Regions from separate parts of the Mus musculus genome. Here all the other regions are linked to region 1. A link is a contact called in public Hi-C and promoter capture Hi-C data. All regions are on one chromosome and are shown on one strand. The core of a region is the stretch at or near the end of the contact, and the rest is flanking DNA. Distances in the headings are between cores, read along the strand shown.

What was found. Promoter capture Hi-C pulls out the DNA fragments that hold promoters and counts their contacts. A called contact is a pair of places that touch in the nucleus more often than the background predicts.
Region 2: a contact with region 1 is called in a promoter capture Hi-C map of liver. The contact joins two enhancer-like sites. A contact is called at or near these places in 7 of 39 promoter capture datasets (the C10 cell line, the HPC-7 cell line, HPC-7-derived erythroid cells and 4 more) and 3 of 484 Hi-C or Micro-C datasets (the HPC-7 cell line, bone marrow-derived macrophages and liver).
Region 3: a Hi-C map of liver shows a contact between it and region 1, with 1.7 times the contacts expected there. The contact joins two enhancer-like sites. A contact is called at or near these places in 8 of 39 promoter capture datasets (the C10 cell line, the HPC-7 cell line, cranial neural crest and 5 more), 4 of 484 Hi-C or Micro-C datasets (Sertoli cells, embryonic stem cells, group 2 innate lymphoid cells and 1 more) and 5 of 115 datasets of contacts at active chromatin or transcription factors (bone marrow-derived dendritic cells, embryonic stem cells and large pre-B cells).

The regions. Positions count from the first base shown.
Region 1 is chr2:103,843,118-103,847,490 of GRCm38.p6, forward strand. No RefSeq gene overlaps it. Among named protein-coding and RNA genes, the nearest start is that of 4930547E08Rik, 35 kb to the left of the region's middle. Within about 2 kb of position 2,499, at least 3 of the 459 cell types and tissues checked have an H3K27ac peak or open chromatin away from gene starts, as enhancers often do. A contact at or near this core is called in liver, where this site is marked.
Region 2 is chr2:103,581,216-103,585,308 of GRCm38.p6, forward strand. All of the region lies in intron 1 of Abtb2 (ankyrin repeat and BTB (POZ) domain containing 2), which reads left to right. 8030431J09Rik (a long non-coding RNA gene) reads left to right here. Exons shown (of 2, transcript XR_866592.2): 1 at 1-4,093. Among named protein-coding and RNA genes, the nearest start is that of 8030431J09Rik, 11 kb to the left of the region's middle. Within about 2 kb of position 2,271, at least 79 of the 459 cell types and tissues checked have an H3K27ac peak or open chromatin away from gene starts, as enhancers often do. A contact at or near this core is called in liver, where this site is marked.
Region 3 is chr2:103,477,685-103,481,767 of GRCm38.p6, forward strand. All of the region lies in intron 1 of Cat (catalase), which reads right to left. Among named protein-coding and RNA genes, the nearest start is that of Cat, 5.4 kb to the right of the region's middle. Within about 2 kb of position 2,762, at least 40 of the 459 cell types and tissues checked have an H3K27ac peak or open chromatin away from gene starts, as enhancers often do. A contact at or near this core is called in liver, where this site is marked.

The DNA of each region.
Region 1 (4,373 bases), core at 1,249-3,748:
TCCAAATGCTGGGATTAAAGGCGTGTGCCACCACTTAGTAGTATTTTTTTTTAAAGATTTATTTAGTTATTATATGTAAGTACACTGTAGCTGTCTTCAGACACCCCAGAAGAGGGCATCAGATGACAATGTAGATGGTTGTGAGCCACCATGTGGTTGCTAGGATTTGAACTCAGGACCTTCAGAAGAGTAGTCAGTGCTCTTAACCGCTGAGCGATCTCTCCAGCCTGTCAACCCATTTATTGAAGGCTAGGCGAATCTCAGATAGGGCTTCTACTGGCCTTTCAGTTCCAGTCCGATGGCCGACTTCACTGTGACTTCAGAGGTAGTGTTGTAGGTCCAGGCCCCAGCGGCCACTGTTTTCATGCAGGAACCACAGTGCCAGATGCTGACGGCTCGTCTGTCTCTTCATCTTCGTCTTGCTGCAGAAGGAACAAGTGTACTTGGCTTGCTGGCTGATTTCAATTTTCTTCACCATTTTCTGGAGGGAAGCACCATAACGGGTCCCGTATTTCCTGATGATCCCGATCTTCTTGGTCGAAGCCCATGCCCAAGCCTGAAGAGTCCTTTCTTATTTTTAAAAATAATTTATTTTTATGTCCACTGGTGGGTTTGCCTGCACGTATATCTGTGTGAGGGTGTCAGATCCCCTGGAACAGGAGTCACAGACAGCTGTGAGCTGCAATGTAGGTGCTGGGAATTGAACCTGGGTCCCCTGGAAGAGCAGCCAGTGCTCTTAACTGTTGAACCATCTCTCCTATCCTTACTCCCCCTCCCCTTCTCCTTCTCCCTTCCACTCTTTCTCTTCCTCTTCTTTTTGGAGACAGGGTCTCAGTTTGTAGCATTTGCTGTCCTGGAGCTTGATAAGTAGGCCAGGTTGGCCTTGGACTTGTAGCGATCCGCTGCCCTCCTCCTCCAGAGTGTTGATATTAAGGGTGTGCAGCCCTACCCATGACCTTTTTCTCACTGTTTTGTATAAGATAAGAGTTTTAGCTTGCCAATATAATTTCTTCATTGATCTGTAAATCCCACTGAAGTTTTCCATTTCTTTTTCTAATCTCTCTCCCAAGTACTGGGGTCACAGACATGCAACAGCATGCCCGTTATCTGGGGCACTAGGGATTGAACCTAGGACTTTGGGCATGATAGGCAAACACTTTACCAGCCAAATCTCCAGCCTGTGTGAAAAATTTGAGTTTTCCTCTGTTACCCTCTTTGAAATAAGTTGTTTTTTTTCTTTGCTTTGTTTTGTTTTGTTTTGTATTGTTTTGTTTGTTTGTTTTTAAATTCTGACTCTCTTCTTTACTGGCTTTCACATAGATAGCCACTAATCTATCTTACCCAAAAATTTGTTTTTTATTGCTAGAATCTTGCTGTCTTGCCCAAGCTTGTCTATATGAGCCTAAGATGGCTTCAAACCAAGATCCTTTGGACCCAGGCCCCTGAGTGCTGGGATTTGGGATTATAAACATAGATAACTATATCCAGACTATATTCCATCTTTACTCTTACATTGGCTACTTCATAAATGTGCAAGTTTCTTAACCAATTTTTTCCAATTTTTTATTAGGTATTTTCTTCATTTACATTTCAAATGCTATCCCCTATACCCTCCCCACTACTGCTCCCCTACCCACCCACTCCCACTTCTTGGCCCTGGTGTTCCCCTGTACTGGGGCATATAAAGTTTGTAAGACCAAGGGGCCTCTCTGCCCAATAATGGCCGACTAGGCCATCTTCTGCTACATATGCAGCTAGAGACACGAGCTCTGGGGGTACTGGTTAGTGCATATTGTTCCACCTATAGGGTTGCAGATCCCTTTAGCTGCTTGGGTGCTTTCTCTAGCTCCTCCATTGGGGGCCCTGTGTTCCATCCAATAGCTGACTGTGAGCATCCACTTCTGTGTTTGCCAGGCACTGGCATAGCCTCACAAGAGACAGCTATATCGCTGGGTGGTGGTGGCCCATGCCTTTAATCCCAGCACTTGGGAGGCAGAGGCAGGCGAATTTCTGAGTTCGAGGCCAGCCTGGACTACAGAGTGAGTTCTAGGACAGCCAGGGCTACACAGAGAAACCCTGTCTCAAAAAACCAAAATAAGAGAGAGAGAGAGAGAGAGAGAGAGACAGACAGACAGACAGAGAGACAGCTATATCAGGGTCCTTTCAGCAAAATCTTGCTGGCCTATGCAATAGTGTCTGTCTTAACCAAATTTAATGTTAGCAAACAGCATTATCTTCCTTAAAGCATAATAAAGGCCTTAAAACTCTTCAACTGCAATCACCTTTTCTCAAGTATTTGTTGCTTAGTATTATCACTTTGTTGCAGTGGTGGTTTTGTTTGTTTGTTTTTGAGACAGGGTTGCTCTATGTAACCCTGGCTGTCTTGGAACTCACTCTGTAGACCTGGCTGGCCTCAAACTCAAAGATCCCAGCGGTGGGATCAAAGATGTGGGCCACCATGTCCAGGCTCTCCCTGACACTATTATTTCTAATTTATAAACAACTTTGAGCCACAAAGAGCGGTGTATCCTCAAAGCCTCCCTCAATAGTCAGCTGGTTTTGCTCTTACGTCTGTTGTGTCCTGAACATTAACTCTTTGTGTACTGTGTTAGTCGAGTGCTTGGACACTTCCTGAAGGCTGATAGCCTTTTGCTGATACTGTTGGCTCTTGACTGACAGGTTGGGAGCACCAATGGCGGCCAGTGCCCTATGGGGGTGGGGGTGGGTTCCTGCCCCCAGGGCAGGGTCCTACTCCCTGTTAGATTGCTATGCAGGCTCCTGAAGATGCAATATGCAGGTACATTTCCTGCAGAATTGCTGTAGCTCCTGCTGTCCTTTGGTCTGTGCATAGCTGAGTCTGGGGAAGGGGCATTTGATAAGGGCAGCTGCAGAGGCTGGGCGAGAGTCCTGGTCTGCATGGAGATTGAGTGCTCTGTATAGACTTGGATGTGTTTCTCACAGGACTCTCACCTGTTTATTACATTCCCTTTTTTAGAAGCATTTGAGTAAGTTGCAGTAAATGGATGATGTCATCCTTGAGGTTTCATATTTGAAATTTCAGCCCACATTGTCTGCCTGCCTGTGTGGTCTTTGATTTGGGCTGGTTTTATGGCTAAGGTTGGGACTGAAAGCATATAGATTTCTAGCCTGCTGCTTCAGCCTTCCAATCATGTCTCTCACTAATAAGGCTGAGCTCCCAAGGGAAGTAGTTTGTGGGTAGCTTCCACCACCTATTGGTATCCTAAGAAAACTAACAAGGCCCACTGGAGGCGAAGAGTATCAAAGTGCCATCTCTGATCCTGAAAGCAAGCCCAGTTCTCAGGTGGGGAACAAAGGGTACATTGGAGGATGGAATGATGGTGGGGTGGCTCGGCTAAACAAACACTCCTGCACCAGCGGTCATTGCCTCCTCATGCAAAGGGAGGACCAGTAGGGAAAATAGCACAGACTACACCAAGCAGGTAAGAGATGAGAGAGGGAAATATGTAGTTCAAAAGCTCCGGGGAAACCATGTGGCCTTCTGCTGATGCTAAAAAGCAACTCTGTAGTAAATGGAACACAGCAACCATCAACTTCTCTTCCCCTCCTCACTTTAAAAACATGGTGGCACACACCTTTAATCCCAGCACTCAGGAGGCAGAGGCAGGCAGGTCTCTGAGTTCCAGGCCAGCCTGGTCTACAGAGTGAGTTCCAGGACAGTCAGGGTATACAGAGATTCTTTATTGGATACAGCCAATAAAGGTCTGCTGGCCTTGATTCCAGAATGTAGGAGGCAGAGGCAAGTGGATCTCTCTGAGCTTAAGGGTAGCCTGGTTGTCATAGCAAGCTCCAGGCCAGCCAAGGATACAAACAAGTAAACCTCACAACATTGTAAGTGGATCTGAGGCCAGGTTGGCTTTGGTATCACTCTGTATTGATTTAAAGTGGGTTGAAATTTGTAATCAAGTGGTTCAAAGGCTAAAAGTGTGTTGCAAGCTATTTGTACCAGGTCATCCTCCTCCACCCTGCCCCTCTGAACCAGCGAGAAGGACAAATCTCACTCCTTAAATTTGTTGTGGAGTTCTGCAAGAAACACAGTTGATACTGTTTTAAAAATAGGATGCCTATGCTCTCTCACAAGTCTGTCTGGAACATTTTGTGGTAATCACTTTCAAGGACTATAGACTGTTGCATGATATTTGATCATACTGTGAACCCAGAGGTTGTTGTTATTTACTGGAAAAAAAAAAAAAAGACCTGTTTCTAGTTGTGGCAAGGTTCAGCCCTTAGCACACACCTTTAATCCTGCCCCCGCCCCCACCCCCAGCTAGAATATACACACACACACATCCTTAGTACACACCTTTAATGACAAATAATGAAGTTAAAGTTAG
Region 2 (4,093 bases), core at 1,021-3,520, 260 kb before region 1:
TCCTGTGTCATCCTAAGCCAAAAGCATCCATCCTCACAGAACGTAGCAGCCTTTCCCGAGTAACTAAGTTGGGGCCTTTTCTGCATTTAGTTTGTCTCTTATGGGGGTGGGGGTGGTGAGAGGCCATTTGTTTAGGACTTGGCCGTTTCTCTCCTCTGGCTGCAGAGTTTCCAAGATTAGAGCTCTGAAGTGAATTTTCTTTTTCTTCCCCCCCCCCCCTGCTCACACAAGGGCTGCCCCAGGGAAGCCAGGGGTTTCTCACAACCTTCCTCTTGTGGTGCCTAGGAACATGTATGAAGAGCTTTAAAGTCACTCCTCAATAATGCGGCCATAGCCACATGTGGGCCATTAAGTTTTAAACATAATAAAATTCGATACTGTTAAACATCTCACACAAGCCTCCTTTCCAGTACTCCATCAGCACGCATGCCCAGTGGCTGCTGGACAAGGCAGATATAGAACACGTCCATCATCGCAGACAGCTCTACGAGACAACATGCCATTAGACTGCAGGTCACCAGCTGGTCACTTGGGCCAGCTTTCTGGGTTTTCACGGGTCTAAACATCTTAACTACTCCCCAGCTTCTCAGAGACCCCTCTGTTTGCAGAAGTAGGAAGATTCATGGAAGGAGAGATTAAGGGCATTGATTTTTGTGGCTCTAACCTTTGGACCCCTCACACAAGGTTGTATTTTATGGTTTCAAAGCTGTGTAGCCTAGGGCAAGTCACTTAACTTCTCTGAAAAAGTTCCCTTGTCAGTGAAATGGTTTTAGAAATACCTCATGGGGATTCCACGAGGGTTAAACAAAATGGATAAATGTGCATAAAACAATGCCTGTTACACAGTGTTGACAAAGCTTGTGACACATTCCCTCAATGGAGGCCAGGGTATCCGTGAAGGCACTTTATTCAGTCAAAGGTAGTCGTTTGCAAGTAACCCTTAAACACTCTAAATAAATGGAGTTGATACTATTGCTGCTCCCTTCACCAGGACGTGTGTCCTCAGATTTAGGCTCTGCTTCTTTCAGATTCTGGGCTATCCTCTCTGGTTTATTGAATGACTTCCCGGTCACATCAGACAATGCAGAGTTCACTTTCTCTGTGGAACTGTCTGTTCCTTTCATGCTCTGGGTGTGTTCTTTTTGAGGGCCTCTTGCCCAAAGCCAGCCTGTCAGCACTACCTGGGAAGCTACCACCAAGACAGCGGGTAATCATCAGAAACTCTTGAAACTATCCCAGAGTTGAAGGTTTTGAGTGTCTCCCATGCCCTGTGCATCTTCTGAGCTGTGAGAAGTGAGACAAAAAGAGCTCTTGTTGGGCTCTTGGCAGAGGGGAAATTTGGAAGGAACATCTTTGGAATCAAGAGAGGTTTCTCTTGAGCTGTAGAGAGAGCAAAGTATCTGTTCACACTTGGGGCCTGGGTTCCACCCATGACCATTCACTCTTACCTAGATAACATAGCTGATGATTTAACCTTTCTGTACTTCAGTTCTCCCATCTGTAAAAAGGGAATAATCCAGAGAAGCTACCTGGTGGAGTGCTTTTAAGGACTCAGTGAGATGGGACACAATAAAGTCTCCTAGTCCAGTCTCACGTCCTCTGATGGAACTGGCACAGTACTAGCAGCAGTGAGCTGCAGTCCCCACCTTCCTCCTTTGTGCTCCCCAGAAATGACATTGGGGATTATTACTCTGCCATGGACTGTTTGTACTTTCTATTTGCTGATCTAGTGTTTAAATCACAGACATGATCTGGAGGGGAGCTAGCACGCAAAGCCATATGTAAATTACATGTGCATAACATGAGCTCCCATGTGCTCTTTTTCCTCTTCGCCCTTCTCTCCCTGGATGGCAGAGAGTTGTCATTCCAGACGCTCACAGGTGACCACCAGCCTGCTTTCCTCCTGCTGTGTTAGGCTGTGTGAGCAGCACTGCCCAGCCGTGCAGTGTAATCAGAGCTGGCTTCTTTCTATAGGATTCATTTGTGGTGTGGAACAGCCATGTGTTTATGCAGTTGCCACTCATTTGTCCACAGTTAGATGTGCCAAATCTGACACTTGGGGTGAACTCCAAATAACTTGGAACTATGTGCAGGCTATACAGGCGTCTTAATCAAACTTATTACAAGGCATATATCTAAATTGGAGGAATCCAGCTGCCACTCTGCCTCTCCTCTCTTTCTATGCCTGGCACTAGAGGGAGGAACCATTCACAAAGAGAACTTCTAAGAAAAGGAAGGACACAAAGCCAGGATATTGCATCACTCTGTTGTCACCGTTTGTGAAACATGACCAATGCTGACAAGCTGTTGTCCTATGTGGCTTCCCTGGAGCCCTACAAATCACTCCTGGTTGGTTAAAGGACAACGCTGATTCTTCTTGCCAGTTGTTTTGGCTGTGACCTGTGTTGAGGTCCACTGTCAGCACAGTCTCTATTCTTCATAGGGGGGAGAGAGAGAGAGAGAGAGAGAGAGGGGGGGGGGAGGGGGAGAGAGAGGGAGAGGGAGAGGGAGAGAGAGGGAGGGAGAGGGAGAGAGAGGGAGAGAATATGTGTATGTGTTGATTTGAGCCCATACGTATCTTCCTCTTTCCAAAAATACAAGAGACCTCTAACTTGACCATCCATATGACTGGCTGATTGCTGGAACATTCTTGGGGCACTTAAAAATGGTACTTAACTGGCTATATTTATTTTAAACCTCCAAAATTGGGTCTGAGTTATCTGGGTGACAATTTTTACCTTCAAGACTAACTCTTTTTAATGCCTGGTAGTGACTGTATTTTCTGTTCACATTTTCTGTGTGTAGTATTTCTACAAAGCACTGTGTTTCACCATGGCATTTTCACATATTTGTAGGGTACTTGCCATATATAACCATGTTCACCCCCTTACCATCTCTTGTTTCCTTCCCTGTCCCATTGGTACCTCCTATATCCCCCCTTCTAATTTCATGCATTTTAAGTTTAGACAGTATTCTTCAGTGTTCCTCAGGTGGTTGTGATGAGTAGGCAAATGGAAGACTGTCTGGCTTTACTGGTTATCAGTGGGGTTCTGTGCCAGGAACCTCTAAGTGTATATCAGTCTGGCAAAGTCTAGGCTGAGAGAGACTGATTAGAGGTAGTATCTGAGGCTAGCCTGTGTCTTCTTCTCTCCTGAGTAATGAATGGAGGCTATGATCAGACCTACTCAAGGAGGAGCTTGGAGTGCTTTGGAAAAAAGAATAGAAGTCAGCAGTCTTGTGGGGTTCACTCAGCCACACCCAATGAGTGGATGGTCATATCTGTCCAGTGCCTTCTGGGAGATGAGAAAGATTCCAATGATTTTTGTTGATTGTCTCGTGGAATCCTCATTGTAGACTATGAGCTAAAGAGCCTGTTACTAATCGTGTTTCATAGATGAAAATATGAGGGCTAGGTACAGTTAAAGTGGGTAGTCCAAGGTCACTCACTCATAAGCAGGTGAAAGAACCATTTGAGTTTTATTTCCACCAGACTTCAAGCTCTACTTTCTATCCTGAAGGCTTGAATCAAAGTCAGTACACAGGGCGGCTGAGACAGCTCAGCCTGTAAAGACATCTGCTAAACCTGATGATCTGATGCAGCCCCTGAGACCCTGCATGGTAAAAGGAGAGAACCAACTCTTGTAGGTTATTCCCTGACCTGCACTCACGTGCCTTGACACAGGTGCATGCATACGTATACACACAAATACTAAGTAAATAAAAATGAAAAAAAAAACCCAGCAGGCTACTTAGAATAGGTCAAATAATTCCTGTCCTGTAAAAGAAATGTCAGAGTTTTCCACAAAGTATGTTTTGTGCTTTCTCTCCTCAAGGCATTGCTAATTCCCTTCTAGTCTCCTATTTCAATTGCCTCCAGACCCAGCTAAAACTGGTTTGCTCTTTTTCAGTGAGTTGTTCATGTTTTGATCTGCTGTCCTTCTTTCTTACTCCTGCTCCCTCCCCTACTCACCCCCTACACACAGATATACTTGCTAGATGGGCCTAGTGTATGTATGGGTCAGGTTCTGAGAATGCTACCATCATCACCTGGGGCATAAACACAGGCCCGTTTTTAGTTGGTATGTGTCTCAGT
Region 3 (4,083 bases), core at 1,512-4,011, 370 kb before region 1:
AAAAGAAGATTGCTCAACTTCAGGGGATGTTCAGGGCAGCACTGGACAGAGGGCTAACATAGGATCCGTCAGCAATATATGGTCTTAGATGAAAACACTACAGTAGAAGCAGGCCTTATCCAATAGTCAAGCACTTTACTCCTGTGTGTGAGGTTCTGGGCCGGATCCCTAACCTTGTCAATAATAGTAGTGAAGATCATAGTCCCACCGTGCGAAAAAGGTTTACTAACTGCAATGAGTTGATGGGACTGGAGAATAGACTGCACGAGTCATTTCACTTAAACTTCCTGACAATCTCATGAGACCAATGTTAGGAATTCAACATAACAGGTGATGCACATGTCCAGAGAACAGTGTGTGTGTGTGTGTGTGTGTATGTGTGTGGTGTATGTGTGGGGTGTGTGTGTGGGTGTGTGTGTGGTGTATGTGTGTGGTGTGTGTGTGTGTGTGTGTGTGTGTGTGTGGTGTATGTGTGTGGGGTGTGTGTGTGTGTGTGTGTGTGTATGTGTGTGGTGTATGTGTGGGGTGTGTGTGTGTGTGTGTGTGTGTGTGGTGTATGTGTGGTGTGTGTGTGTGTGTGTGTGTGTGTGTGTGTGTGTGTGTGTGTGGTGTATGTGTGTAGTGTGTGTGTGCGCGCGCATGAGCGTGTGGTGTGTGGTATATGTGTGTGATATGAGCGCCTTTGTGCATGCATGTCCCATGTGTGAGAGCATGTATGTGGGTCAGGTGCACACATGTAAGCATACAAAGCTCAAAGTTGCTTTAAGTATCTTCCCTGATTGGTCTCCATTTTATTTACTGTGGCAGGTCTCTCAGTGGAACCCAGATCTCACTGATCAACAAGTGTAGCTAGCCAGCTTGCCCCAGGGAGCCCATCTCTGCCTCCTGTGATTACAGATAGCTGCCTTACCTGCCCAGCTTTTACATCCATGCTGAGGATCTTAACCCTGGTCCTCATGACAAATGCTTTACCCACTGAGCCGTCTCTCTGGCCCTTAGGTAACTTTAGACAGAGGATGAATATCCAGTAGGATGCCCTCAAACTTGTAACTGTTGTTACAATGTTGTTATTATAATTTTAACTTAGCAAAACATCACTTTAAAAACAATTTTTAAAAATTTTTTAAAAGTGATGTTACCTAAGTCCTTTTCCTATTTGTACACACACACACACACTTGCTCACTCGCGTGGCAGAAGACAACTTGCAGGATTCAGTTTCCTCCTTCTACCATGAGGATCCTAGGAAACAAACTGTCAGGCTGGATGACCCACTGCACCAGCTCCAGAAACAGACATTCTTTAGAATGAACTTGTTATAAGACATATTTCTGGACAATTTTAAGAGCTAATTCTGAGAAGGTAGCATTTGTAGTGATTCTTACCATGTTGACATCTGGCCAGTAGCTAGCTGTCCACCATGCCTCTCCCGAAACACTTCCGCTATCACACTATTTCCAAGGCACCAAATAGCTCAGTGGGTAAAGACACTGCTGCCAAGTCTGACAACTGTGTTCATTCCCTAGGACCCAGAGGTGGAAGGAGAGACTCCTGAAAGTTGACCTCTGACTTTCACACACATATAAATAAATTAAATAAATATATAAATAAACAAACAAACAAGCAAACAAATAAATAATACTTTAAAGAACTTCTTCCTATTTTCAATATGGAAAACCAAAGCAAAAGGGACTGGAAACCCGCTCTCTACCAAGAACCCCACAGCCACCACACTTGGCTCGGACCAGATCAGTACATCACTGAGACTTCATGAGAGACGCTGTTTCTAGCAACAGATCACAGGGACCCACAACTGGAAAACATGCAGCGTGAGGCTGGGCTTTGTTAGGATTTTTGGTTGCCATTACTAAGTTTGACACAAGCAGCTCCATTTTGATTCTGATACTACCATAGGCCTCACACTAAGACCACATGGAGTCACGGCACAACTCCAAAGTGGCTGACAAGCTAGCAAAGAACTGCAGACCCGTGGTGCTAACTACACGAAGATCAGAAGGGCCCAGGGCTGAAGGAAATGGCAAGGGGTTCTAAGAGAACCAACGGATCATTGTTAATTCCAAGAAAAAGTTTTTTCTCTGTAGAAAAATTATAAATGTCAGGTTATACTCTCGCCAAGCCAGGGCTCCAAGGACAGACTGAATAACGTCCCTCAGTTACACACATGAGAGAGTTTTGTCAAGCAAGGCTAGACTCTCCTATTTGCATGTGAGTAAACAGGCCACAGTGGTTGCTAGTAGAGCTCAAGTATTCACTCTTACTGCTTCATAACCAAAACATACATGGCGCTAGTTTTCAATGATTACAAACGTTTAGAATAATCCTGTACAAAGAACAAACTTATCAAGAGCACAAAACAGCAACCGCAAAAAAAGTGTTTTCTCTCTTGAAACCAGATCAAAATGTTGTTAGCACCGTGACTGGTCTAGTACCAGTTCTCAAAAGACAGAGAACAGAGGGAGACTCTGGAGAGAAAGGCTGAAGAGCTGAAGAAAGGCAGGACATCTACAGATGAAAAAGATGCCTTTGCTGTTTTATTAGAAGTTGCAGGATTGGGGTACGTTTAAAAAAGGAAACTAATAACAAAAATGATAACTGTGAATTATCTCCTGCTTTCTAAGCTGGAGAGAAAACACAGAATAGCCTAGACCTTGGCTAAGACAACGACTTAGAATAATGTGACTCCCTAGCCATGTCTCTCCTGCTGACACACCATGACTTAGCAGTTCTGCTCCTGCTTGCATGAGACAAGAGAGCTCATCCAGGTTCATTCAACTTCTCCCTCGCCATTCCTCTCCTGGCCCTCACACTGGCACTGGGCGTCAGCATGGCCATTCCTCTCCCGGCCCTCACACTGGCACTGGGCGTCAGCATGGCCATTCCTCTCCTGGCCCTCACACTGGCACTGGGCGTCAGCGTGCTGGTTATCAGGGTTAACCTCAGAAACGTACACGCTCTTATAGAAAACTCACTGGCAAGACAGGCAGGCTAAGAGCCCATAACAAGGGGACAGAATAGAGTCAGGACTCTCATGTTCACATTCTCCAGTGGGCAGAGGTGGCTTATTATTAAACCTCGGACTCGCAAAGAAAGAGCCCATGTGGTCTGAGCAGTGGGTGACAAAACTCCTATTTCAGTTCCATGCAAACTTCTGAGGATACCTGCAGAATGCTCTCTTTAATATATTTTTGGAGGGGTTTTTTAGGTGGGTCTAAGTCAAGCCCATGAAGACACTGGATTCGGTGCTCAATATTCAATATTCACAAAGCTCCCAGTTCAGTTGTCAGCAACATCTGCCCACAAGAAGACTCCATTTTGTAAATTGCTCTCACAGTGATCAATACTCTGGTTCGGATGCCAAAGAAGGATCCATCCAACTTGGCGCTGGGCATCTGGTTCTTAGAAGAGGAGATAACAACAGAATGCTGGCATTTCCTACATTTACAGCTCCAGTACAAGTTTGTTTGGTTTTTTTTTTTTTAAGATATTGGAATGTCAGAACAATATAACTAAGTCTTTAAAAAGAGGTTGTTTCTGTTGACTCATAAAAATACACGGATAGCTTTCCATGAAATATGAAATCTGTACCTTAGACAGCATAATAATGTGACTTCCTAGACACAGAGATAGACCACAGTTCCCAGATTCCCCTATACTTAGCCCATAACAGAGGTCCAGCTAAGGAAACTTGAACAGAAGTGAACCTGATCCCAAATCTTCCCAAACACCCTTCTCCATACACGTCACATTTTTGTGGCTGACTACTGATGCCTCAAGTACCTTAGTGGGGGTTGTCACTTACTTATACTTATTTTTATGTGTGTGTTACTGTCTTGTCAGCATGCATGGATAAGCACTATGAGGGTACAGTGTCCACAGAGGCCAGAAGCAAGTGTCAGATCCCTGTAACTAGAGTTTCAGACCATTGGGTGCTGGTAACCCAGGTCCTGTGCCAGAGAAGCAAGTGCTCTTATCTCCTGAGCCATCTCTCCAGTTAGAACCTTGTGTGTCCTTCAGCGGAGGCCCTCAGTTACTATAAGGAATAAAACATCCCTGTTTCCTTCAAC